2 separate regions of the Zea mays genome follow, and region 2 is linked to region 1. Evidence: chromatin contacts called from public Hi-C data. All regions are on one chromosome and are shown on one strand. The core of a region is the stretch at or near the end of the contact, and the rest is flanking DNA. Distances in the headings are between cores, read along the strand shown.

The links. A called contact is a pair of places that touch in the nucleus more often than the background predicts.
Region 2: a Hi-C map of leaf shows a contact between it and region 1, with 6 times the contacts expected there. The contact joins the promoter of LOC100383976 here to the promoter of LOC100274464 in region 1. A contact is called at or near these places in 3 of 25 Hi-C or Micro-C datasets (ear, leaf and tassel).

Annotation. Positions count from the first base shown.
Region 1 is chr5:11,040,642-11,046,396 of Zm-B73-REFERENCE-NAM-5.0, reverse strand. It overlaps LOC100274464, which reads left to right and starts at 3,451. Exons shown (of 5, transcript NM_001148823.1): 1 at 3,451-3,819; 2 at 5,447-5,550; 3 at 5,642-5,717. The coding sequence starts at 3,814.
Region 2 is chr5:11,181,327-11,186,380 of Zm-B73-REFERENCE-NAM-5.0, reverse strand. It overlaps LOC100383976, which reads right to left and starts at 3,581. Exons shown (of 11, transcript NM_001362236.1): 1 at 2,869-3,581; 2 at 2,280-2,431; 3 at 1,769-1,872; 4 at 494-582; 5 at 332-405; 6 at 105-255. The coding sequence starts at 3,442.

The sequences.
Region 1 (5,755 bases), core at 2,202-4,701:
AGATTCTTGAGCTCTCCCTGGATTCGCCGACCCTCGGTGGTTGATGGCTCCGGCATCGCGCGGAGGAGCATCGCTGCGGCTGCCATGTTCTGACCGACCCCGCTGGATGCGGGTGGCGGTCTGACCCTAACGTCGTTGGTGACGCGGTGCTAGAAACCTTGGGGCAGGTGACGCATTTCTCCGGCCGGGGGTTGGCCCGCCCATACCTGCCCGTCGTCCCGACGGATCGGCTCAAGCGCTCCTGCTCCCTCGTCGAGCCTGGCCTGCGCCCCGCGGACTTGCTTGAGCTGTGGGTCGTGACCCCCCGCCGGAACGGGGACCATAGCTAGCTCCCGCGGGATGTCGGCGTGAGGCACCGGCCTAGGAAGATCACCGTCCTCCGGCATGCCGAGATGGTTGCTTTCGGAGGGATCCCCTAGCTCGACGTGGAAACATTCGCGGCTTGGGCCACAGTCCTCGTCGTCAAGGCTGCGGCTACCGTCGGAACAGTCGGAGAGGCAGTAGTCACATGCGGTCATAAAGTCCCGCATGGCACTAGGGTTGCCAAATCCGGAGAAATCCCAACAGATGCTGGGATCGTCGTCTTCCTCGGACCCAGAGGGCCCGTAGGTCGAGACGTCCGTCAACCGGTCCCAAGGCGACCGCATACGAAACCCCAGAGGGGTTGCACTCGCCTCAACGAGAGCGCCCGCCAAAGCGAGGTCGCCAGGCAGGTTGAGGCCGAGTCGAAATGACGTAAGATGGGAATCAGTCGGTACCTTTTGGTCGACGAGGAGCGACATAGTCACGTCGGGGACTGGTTGCGCCGTCGTCTTGGGTACGAGGGCGACGTCCTGCAAGCCCTCCGCGAGCGCGCTGACGTCGTCCACCTGCTCGGGACTGATGTGTCGTGGGGGGACGGCGCTCGCCTTCGTCTCGAACGCGAGGTCGATGCCCAGCGTGCCCTCCGTTGGGGCGCTGGGGACGTCGATTCGCTCGACAGCCGACGAAGCGCGGCCTCCCGCTTGGCCTCGGTTGCCCCGCCTCCTCCTCCGTTGGCGGGGGAGAGGACGGGGCGAGCTCGAATGTCGTTCTTCCACCACGCGGGGAAGATGTCGTCGATTCCGCCGCCGGCGGGCGGGTTGTCGGTCGCCATTGTCGTTGTCGCGCGGCGGTGGAAGGAGTATCATGTCGTAGCTGCCGTCGAAGGACATGAACTCAAGACTCCCGAAACGGAGCACCGTCCCGGGCCGGAGAGGTTGCTGGAGACTGCCCATCTGGAGCTTGACGGGAAGCTGTTCGTCAGCACGCAGCAGGCCCCTACCTGGCGCGCCAACTGTCGACGTTTCGAGACCGGGGGGTCCCTAAGCCGACGAGTGAGTGTGACGCATGCCCCATCCCAGATGGGTCGAGCGCGTGGGCGAGCGCGAAGGGGGGAAAGCGAGGTGGCCGGAGACTGGCGTGAGAGAGGTGGAAATCCCGTGGCCTTCGTGTTCGTCCCGCGCCCAGGTCGGGTGCGCTTGCAGTAGGGGGTTACAAGCGTCCACGCGGGTGAGGGAAGCGAGCGACCACAAGAGAGCGCATGTCCCGTCCTCGTCCCCGCGCGGCCAACCTTCTCTAAGAAGGCCCTGGTCCTTCCTTTTATAGGCGTAAGGAGAGGATCCAAGTGTACAATGGGGATGTAGCGGAGTGCTACGTGTCTAGCGGAGGGAGAGCTAGCGCCCTAAGTACATGCCAATGTGGCAGCCGGAGAGATCTTGACACCCTGCTGGTGTGATGTCGTGGCTGTCGGAGGAGCAACAGAGCCTGGCGGAGGGACAGCTGTCGGAGCGGTTGAGTCCTTGCTGACGTCCCCCTGCTTCCGTAAGGGAGCTGAGAGCCGCCGTTGTCACAGGGCTAGCGGGGCACCATCATTGCCTATCTGGCGGAGCGAGCCAGATGGGACACCGGTCTTGTTCTCTGTGGCCCGAGTCGGCTCGGGGCAGGGTGATGATGGTGCTTCCTGTTGACGTGGCGGGCCTGTGCCCTAGGTCGGGCGACGTGGAGGCTCCTCCGAAGCCGAGGTCGAGTCTGTCTTCCATGGCCGAGGCCGAGCCCGAGCCCGAGCCCCTGGGTCGGGCGAGGCGGAGATTGTTCGACAGAGGCCTGGGCGGAGTCCGAGCCCTGGGGTCGGGCGAAGCGGAGTTCGTCGTCTTCTGGGGCTGAGCCCGAGTCCGAGCCCTGGGTCGGGCGAAGCGGAGTTCGCCGTCTTCCGGGGCTTAGCCCGTGTCCGAGCCCTGGGTCGGGCGGAGCGGAGTTCGCCGTCTTCCGGGGCCTAGCCCGAGTCCGAGCCCTGGGTCGGGCGGAGCGGAGTTCGCCGTCTTCCGGGGCTTAGCCCGTGTCCGAGTCCTGGGTCGGGCGGAGCGAAGTTCGCCGTCTTCCGGGGCCTAGCCCGAGTCCGAGCCCTGGGTCGGGCGGAGCGGAGTTCGCCGTCTTCCGGGGCCTAGCCCGTGTCCGAGCCCTGGGTCGGGCGGAGCGGAGTTCGCCGTCTTTCGGGGCTTAGCCCGAGTTCGAGCCCTGGGTCGGGCGGAGCGGAGTTCGCCGTCTTCCGGGGCTTAGCCCGAGTCTGAGCCCTGGGTCGGGCGGAGCGGAGTTTCCTATGGCGCCTTTGGCAAGGCCTGACTGCCTATCAGTCTCACTTTGTCAAGTGGCACTGCAGTCGGAGTGGCGCAGGCGGCGCTGTCCTTCTGTCAGACCGGTCAGTGGAGCAGCGAAGTGACGGCGGTCACTTCGGCTCTGCCGGGGGGCGCGCGTCAGGATAAAGGTGTCAGGCCACCTTTGCGTTAAATGCTCCTGCGACTCGGTCGGTCGGTGCGGCGATTTAGTCAGGGTTGCTTCTTAGCGAAGGCAAGGCCTCGGGCGAGCCGGAGATGTGTCCGCCGTTAAAGGGGGGCCTCGGGCGAGACGGAAATCCCTCGGGGTCGGCTGCCCTTGCCCGAGGCTAGGCTCGGGCGAGGCGTGATCGAGTCGCTCGTACGGACTGATCCCTGACTTAATCGCACCCATCAGACCTCTGCAACTTTATGCCGATGGGGGTTACCAGCTGAGAATTAGGCGTCTTGAGGGTACCCCTAATTATGGTCCCCGACAAGGGGGTTGCTAAATGGTTGCCAAATGTAGAGAGGAAATAAGGTTAGATGAGAAGTTGTTAAATTTAGAAAGTTCATTTAGAAAACTGTTGGATATGAGTTTTTGTGTTAACTACTTAAATTGTTGATTTAGGAAGTCTATTAGAGAACTATTGGAGTTGCTCTAAGCCCCTCCTGCTAGAGTCATTCCTAAGATTTTTACTGTATATATTTATAATATAGAAAGAGCTTCTTTACTGTAGTGGTTTCTCTCGTGAAAATTTTCAAAGCTCCGTTTGTGTGCCCACTGAACCACCAAATGGCATCGCTCCCACCGCCGCCGAAACGCTTCGTGCAGCCGGAGCTTTCGCCCGGCGCCCGCAGCCGTGGCTACACAACACAGCTGCGAGCCTGCGAGAACCACCACCAGTGGCGTAGTAGTACCCGTGGCATTCCAACGGGCGGTCGCGGCCGGAACCATAGCCAACCTGCCGGTTGGTCTTACACCTCACGCGCCTCGTAAACGAAAATAAAAACACGCGCCCCGCAAAGTCGTCCTCTTTCTTCCGCTCGCCGACACGGCGCAAATCCCCACAACCCCAGGCCGGCGGACGGGCGGACTCCCACCCACCTCCTCGCGACGACGTGCTCGGCTCGCTTCCAGCCACCTGGCTCGCCGCCCGCCTCGGAAACCCCGCCGCGAGATCCCGTCCCCCGGGCCGGGAGGATGGAGGTGAGCACCGCCTCCTGCGACCCTCTCTGGCTTCTGCTGCTCCGTGGCGGCGGCTGTACTCGACGTGGTCGGCCGTGGGCTCAGGGCAGGCTTAGGCGATTAGCAACCGGAGGCGTTTCCGAGGAGGTTTTGCTTGGTTTGGATTGGGAGTCGCTGCTAGTGGGATAGGCATTCTGCCGCGACTGCATTGCTCCCGTATGGACGGTGGTTGCAGATTTTCTGGTGGATTTGGACATTTCGTGCATCATGCGTGCGCGCCGTTCCTCCGGAAGCCTGCCGCCGCTGCTAGGAAACTCTGGGCGCAAATTGAGTCCACCCGCGGTTTCGTGTGTTTGTCGTTGGATTCTGTAGTTTGGTGGCATGGTGTGCTTGGTTGAGGACATGTCGATTGGCTATTTGGCTGCACCTTTTTTCCCATTTTCCTTTCAGGTCCATGTCTCCCAAATTGGATGCCTGCTGTTCTCTACTGCTAGTACAAGTTACTATGCTTGTCATTAACTCGAATTGACAGCCCCGTCTTGATAAGAGGCGATTAGATCACTAGATCCAATCTTCAGGTTCGTTGGGCATGCTTCCTGTCAAATTTCGCGCCAGGGTTAGCAATCGATGATGCCTGCAATGGCTGCGAATACTAAACTGCAGATTTCTGCATTTCCATGGGCCACGGCTCCATTGAGATGCACTCATTCACTTGCACAATCCTTGCTGTTTTGTTCAATCCTTTCTATGTGCCTTTTTTGGGGTTTATGTTTCAGGCTAATGAATACTACTGTTAATTCCTCTGGTGGTCCTGGTAATGTGACGACGTTCGTTCCGTTTTGGGAACGTGAGAATAATATCGTCCCCGTAGTGTTAAAACCTAGTTTTAGTACCATACTGTGTACCATGTTCCCGTTCCTCGATCAGATCTGGGAACCTGGTTACTAAGACCCAACATAATAATAAGACATTAAGACTGGATCCATATCAAACGATGAACTAACAGCTTGATATTGATCCTAACAGTGCTAATTTGAAATCAAGCAATGAAGAAGAATTAATCCCATGTGCAAGTGTCCCCAATAGTCTAGTGCCCTCCAAGCTGACTCTGCGTAGCTATATTCGTGGTAGTGTTTACCCTAATGAGCTACTGTCAATAACAGTTACAGCTTACAGTAGACACCTTTCAGTTTCAGTAAATCATCCTCTTCTGTCTGACAGCTGCCTTCAGTTTGTACTTATGTCAGTTAGAACTTTTGATTTTTTTTCTCACTTTCTGCCTGAAATGTGTTGATTTTAATGTCCCCTAATTCAGTGATGTGTAATCACCACAATCATGATAGCTTTTTTACTGCCATGTACCTATTCATGTCCTACTAGAATACAAGATACCCGACCATTCAATATTTATCCCAAATTATATGGGATTCTAAGTGAACTAATCCTGAAAGGGCAACATTTACATGCATACCTACTATTAATGCCTATCACCAACCCAAATAAAGGTGATCTCGAAGGGTTACATGCGTCATTTGTTTTACCACATAAATATGTCCTAGAATTCTTAAAATACTTTGTATTTCAGGATACAGGGAGTAGGTCCTATTAAGCCAAAGATTTAATCTGATCTGTTCATCTTTTCTTTCAGGTGAAAACGGTAAAAGTTAGCAACCTTTCATTAAATGTTTTGAAAAGAGAGCTCACAGAGTTCTTTAGTTTCTCTGGGGATATAGAATATGTTGAAATGCAAAGGTAATTGACAGCACTTAAACTTGTTGTATATGCATTAGAATACTGGCGTAAGGTTTCTTAAATATTGAATATTTGCTTCTGTTTTCATCAGTGAATCTGAATGGTCACAGCTTGCTTATGTCACATTTAAAGACTCACAGGGAGCAGACACTGCTGTTCTTCTCTCGGTATGTTCAAGTTCCTGCAACTCATTTCTTAGCTTACG
Region 2 (5,054 bases), core at 2,332-4,831, 140 kb before region 1:
TAACATTTAAAGGGAAATTAACTACTGACAGATTAGAACTCAACTAACTTAACCTACAGTGACTAGCAAGAAAATTAACTGATGCAATCTGCAGAAAAGGATATCAAATGCAACAACGGCTATAGCCTCATCCAAAATGAACCGCATCAGTTCAAATGTCACATTATCTGTCGAGCATGCTGACAACCCCTCAGCTGAGTTGAACAGAACTTGCAGCACATCCTCACCGAATGATTGACAGAGTTTGTCAAAGATCTAAAACAAAAACACAGGTCAAGCACACAGTATTAATAATAAACAAACATATACTATAAATAAATAGTATACTCACCTCTAGTACGTTGTATACGACATAAAGCTTGATTGTGCCCTGACCACGAATGACATGGTAAATTAAGCTAATATCTGACACCAAAAAAAAACAATCGTAGGCCGATTAACAAATACGTAGGATGGCCACTTGTTCAACAAAAAACGGTTGGGGGGGGGGGACCTATCATTTGCAAAGAGGCAACTCCAAGGGCTAGAACTACAAAACATCCATAATCTGATAAATCAGCAGCATTTGGCCGCCGGAACTTCCTGTCACAAATACATTGGATAAATAATTACATGATCTAATATGTCAACCAAAGAGGGACTGAATGGGAAAGAGTGGCCTTGTAAAAATAAAGCTGGTAAAAAGTCAATGGTAGAAAACACACAACTACAAACAAGTAGAGCATCAGGAAAGGAAATGATGTAAAACAGTAAATAATGCTGGTGGTTTCTTGCACCTCTAAAGTTTATTATAGTAAATGCTACAAACATAAGTATATAAGCCAATCTACCCAGTAAACTAATATTGACAATGGAGGATACCAAGCATAAAATAGCCACTTGATTGGAAAATAAAAATAAAAAATACTTTTGCCTTGTTTTGCAAAGTATTGCTTCGAAGCAGGTTATCTCTGTTTATAGCAATTATTCCATGGTTCACATTTCCTCTCAAAGTAAATCATGTACTGTACAAGGAGCTCAACTTCTTTCAGAAAGCTACTGCTGGTCTGCTGCATTTCAAACTGAGATTATGTTAACTAGGAAGTGAGTTCCCATACTTGTAAAGTTCCCACATGCAAGTTCTCTAAAAAGTAATATACTAAAAAGTAAATCATACTTGTACATCACAAATGTACTAAAGCTCTCATGGTTGGGTTAAACATCCCATAGCAACTAGGGTGCTGTTTGGTTCAAAAAATGTAACGCAAATGGTAATGGTAATGGTTTCGGCTCGATTACACAAATTTGAATAGGCTGGTATCAAATTTTAGTGTGGTATCTGATTACGGTTGGACTAAAACAAACATGATTTAACGTTATCCGTTACCCATTACATTACAAATATATGAACCAAACGGCACCTAGCTTATCAGAAAGTTGTGGTCAAAGTGCATTAAGTTTTCACTGCAACAGAGTACTAGGTTTACGGAGCAAGGTTAACTAGCTTAAGCAGAAGCCTCCCAACCAGAGCCAGAACTGGTACCCTAAGACTAGTTCAACAAGTAATGTTTAGGTGCAATTATCTTAAACAAAAATTATATCATTACGAGATAACTTTTTGTGAACATCATATAAGACAACATCTATCAGAATCTACAATTATATATCACAGAATGTTTCCGCACCGTTAATATGTTGCTAAACGATAGTTGTCGAAATTTGTTTCAGGCAACAAATAATTAAAAGATAGAACATACTTCACTTAATTTAAGTAAAACTGCAAACCCACCTGGTCTTCATCACCCGCCAGATGGTAACGACAATTCGTGCAGGCATAATTGTAAGCAATGACAGAAAGGAATCCAAGCAGACGAAGAATCCTGCGACAATTAGCTGCAGCATTTTATCATTATCAAACATCTCTCTCATCACACAAACAAGTGCATAATTACTCCTGAAACATGTGAAGTGCACACATAACCAAGTATGAGGTTCATCACAGCACATTCTGCCCTTTTTTAAGTCAATATACATTTTTGCCTATCAATACCCAAACCAGGACAAGAATTCGTTCATGATTGTTCAGTCAAAAGTATGTGATGAGTTATTGGTTTCATCAACATGCAAAATTAGTTTTTAAAAAATGCCAAATTGTGAATAACTCTTGCATATTGGATCCATTTTCCAGCAATGCCTGACACCAAGCAAGATAATAAACTAGAACAGCATCAATACTCGAAAGTTCAAATAACATACATGAGGTTTACACAAGTATTGCCATTAGAAGTGCAGATGCATACCCGTTCACATCTCCATGGGACATGAAACATAGTGTTGTACACCCGCTGCCGCTTCTTCTCATTGCCCACTGCAATTGTGCTTCTCAGTGAATTGCCACCATATAGTTCCCCAAGAAAGTATCTGAATGGTGATTTGTCAAGGCGCTCAAATTCTGCAACAGCAAATGGTTTATAGATGTGTGAATATGCATATCTAGGGCTTGTTAACTCAATATACAATAGCATGGTATTAAATCAGAATTCAATTTGAATCTACCAGTGCAATGAAAATTGGTCCACTAAATCCATTATTCTGTTTTGTGATCAGATCTCCCAAATTTAGTCAGATATCAAAATCCGCCAAGAATGGACCAGCAATTAGTATTTCAGACTGTGACGTCTTTCCAGCCTAATGCTCTAATTCTCTAGGATGCAACAAACTTCACAGGCAGCATGTCATGTTCTACTTTGTTCATATCACAGAAATGAAGCAAGACCATCTAAGAAATTCAGGGGTTCTCTAGAACGAGGAGTGGTGAAAGGACCATCAAATTATCACAATAAAAGGCATGTGGCTCTGCAGAATTACAGTGAACAGTGAGATCTGAACCTCCGAGAATTTTGTTATTGTCCTTCATGTACTTCTCCCAGTCCAGCGACGACTCCTTCTCCAGCTTCTTCTTCATGCCGCCATTTGCCTCAGGCCGCCACGCCATGGCTGCCACATCCGCCACAGCCGCAGCAGCTGCGGCGCTCTCCCGCGTGCTGCTTCCGCAGCTGCTGGTCCCATCATCCGCGGACGCTGCCACCACCCTCCCGCCCCCGGAGACGCTCCTCTGCCTCAGCTCCACGCCAACATAGGTCACGCAGCTCGCCGCAGACCTTTCCGCGTCCGAGCTCTCGCACACCGTCTCCGCAGTCGACTTCAGATCCAGGACCCTGAACGCCGCGGCCGAGTTGCCGCCGCCCTCCACGCGCGGCTGCTGCTCCCCCTCCGAAACCGCCTCCTGGATCGGGGGGCTCCGGAACCCACGCTTGCGCTTAGACCGCCTCCTGCGCCGGCGCTGCCCATCGGACGATGTATCGGGCAGGGAGCGCGGGGAGATGTCGTCCGGGTCGTCGGCGGTGAGGTCGCCCGCGAGAAGCTCGAAAGATAGCTGGCGGCCGCCGGATCGGAGCGACATGGGAAGCAGCGGCGTCGGTGGAGGGGGACGGTGTGGTGCACGGCAAGGAGGATTCGGGAACCCTCTCACGAACCCTAAGATTGCACGTCGCCGCGCCGCGCGGCGGCGAGGAGCGGAGGCGGCGGGTGGAGTAGGGGCGCAGAAAAGAACAATGTCCTTTTCCGGTCGGGGTTTATTAATTGCTTGTTTAATCGTTTTCTTTTTGTTTCCCGACTCTATCCCAAATTAAAATTCGTTCGTTTTAGTTAATTAATGATAATACTTCAGTGTATATTATACTTCATCCGTTATAAAATATAGTTTTTTCTAATTCACATTTTCGTTCACATTCATTCAAATAATAATATATATAGACATATATGTAAACTACATTTATATATTACTACTAGGTATATACACGTGCGTTGCAACGGGGGACACTTGTGCAAGCATATGTCACTATTTAGTGATGCTATCAATAATCAACTCAGCAATCATAACAAACATCGAAATCTACCATTTCGAACAACCAAAATTGGCTCAATACCATTGTTAATTGAAATAGGCAAATCCTAAGTTCATAATACATGATATGATGATATACCATGGCCTCCATATAACATTTTTTCATTGTAGGGTGAAAAATATAAAAAGGAGATCCTAAGCCTATTGAAAGAGGATGGTGAGTTGTGATTATCAAAATTATTTTAGCACTCAAATATGGACCTCTTATGTTGTGGCATGATTTCTACATTACTACATAAAGACAAGTAATATAACAATATTCAACTCATCTAAAGACGAATTCTCTAAAAGCAGTCAGAGCAACTGAAGCTGTACGCATTCAAATTCACGGGTTCCTTACATAAACCATGAGGCAACCATGTAAATTTTATTGGAGAGCATCTCGCAACATTTAGATCAAACAATTAGTGCCATCTTCTGCATAGATCAAACAATTGTGTTAGTTTGTTTAAGCAAATTGTTAACTAATATGAATCTACATGTGAGGTTCTCAACAACATAGTTTTGTGGACCGGGGACATGCTCAGTTGGGCGAACCATCGTGCTAACGTTGATGTCGATAGAATTCACCATAGCTCAGTTGACAGAAGAGACAAAGTACAATCCCAGTCGAGCACGCGAGTCAACTCGTTAGAGAATATTTTGCTGCCAGTGAGTCCATTTTGAGGAGCGACTGGTACACTAAGGCTACTGGCACCTCCGGTACGACGCTGCTGGTAAAACTTATTTCACCCTCCTATAGGAAAGGGAAGAGACAACATTCTTTCGCATAAGCAGACGTAGAGCCAACATTCTTTCGCATAAAGTTCTGAACCGATGGCTACGAACTATTCTAAAAATTGACTTGCTAATTTGTATACGGATATATATTTCATTAAGATGTGGAAACAATTTGCAAGTATGTGTGATATGTTGCTTTACTAAACGACTTGACCAATCTATATTTTTCGGTCCAAAACGACTAAAAAGTAGTTGTCATAGTTATATCTGATATTAAATGCATTGAAAACTATATAGATCATCAAGGTAGCAAATTCACGTAAAAAAGTATCATGGTTGGCCTGATCATGACCCGGTTTTATTTTTCCCCTATTTTTCATAAGTCTCT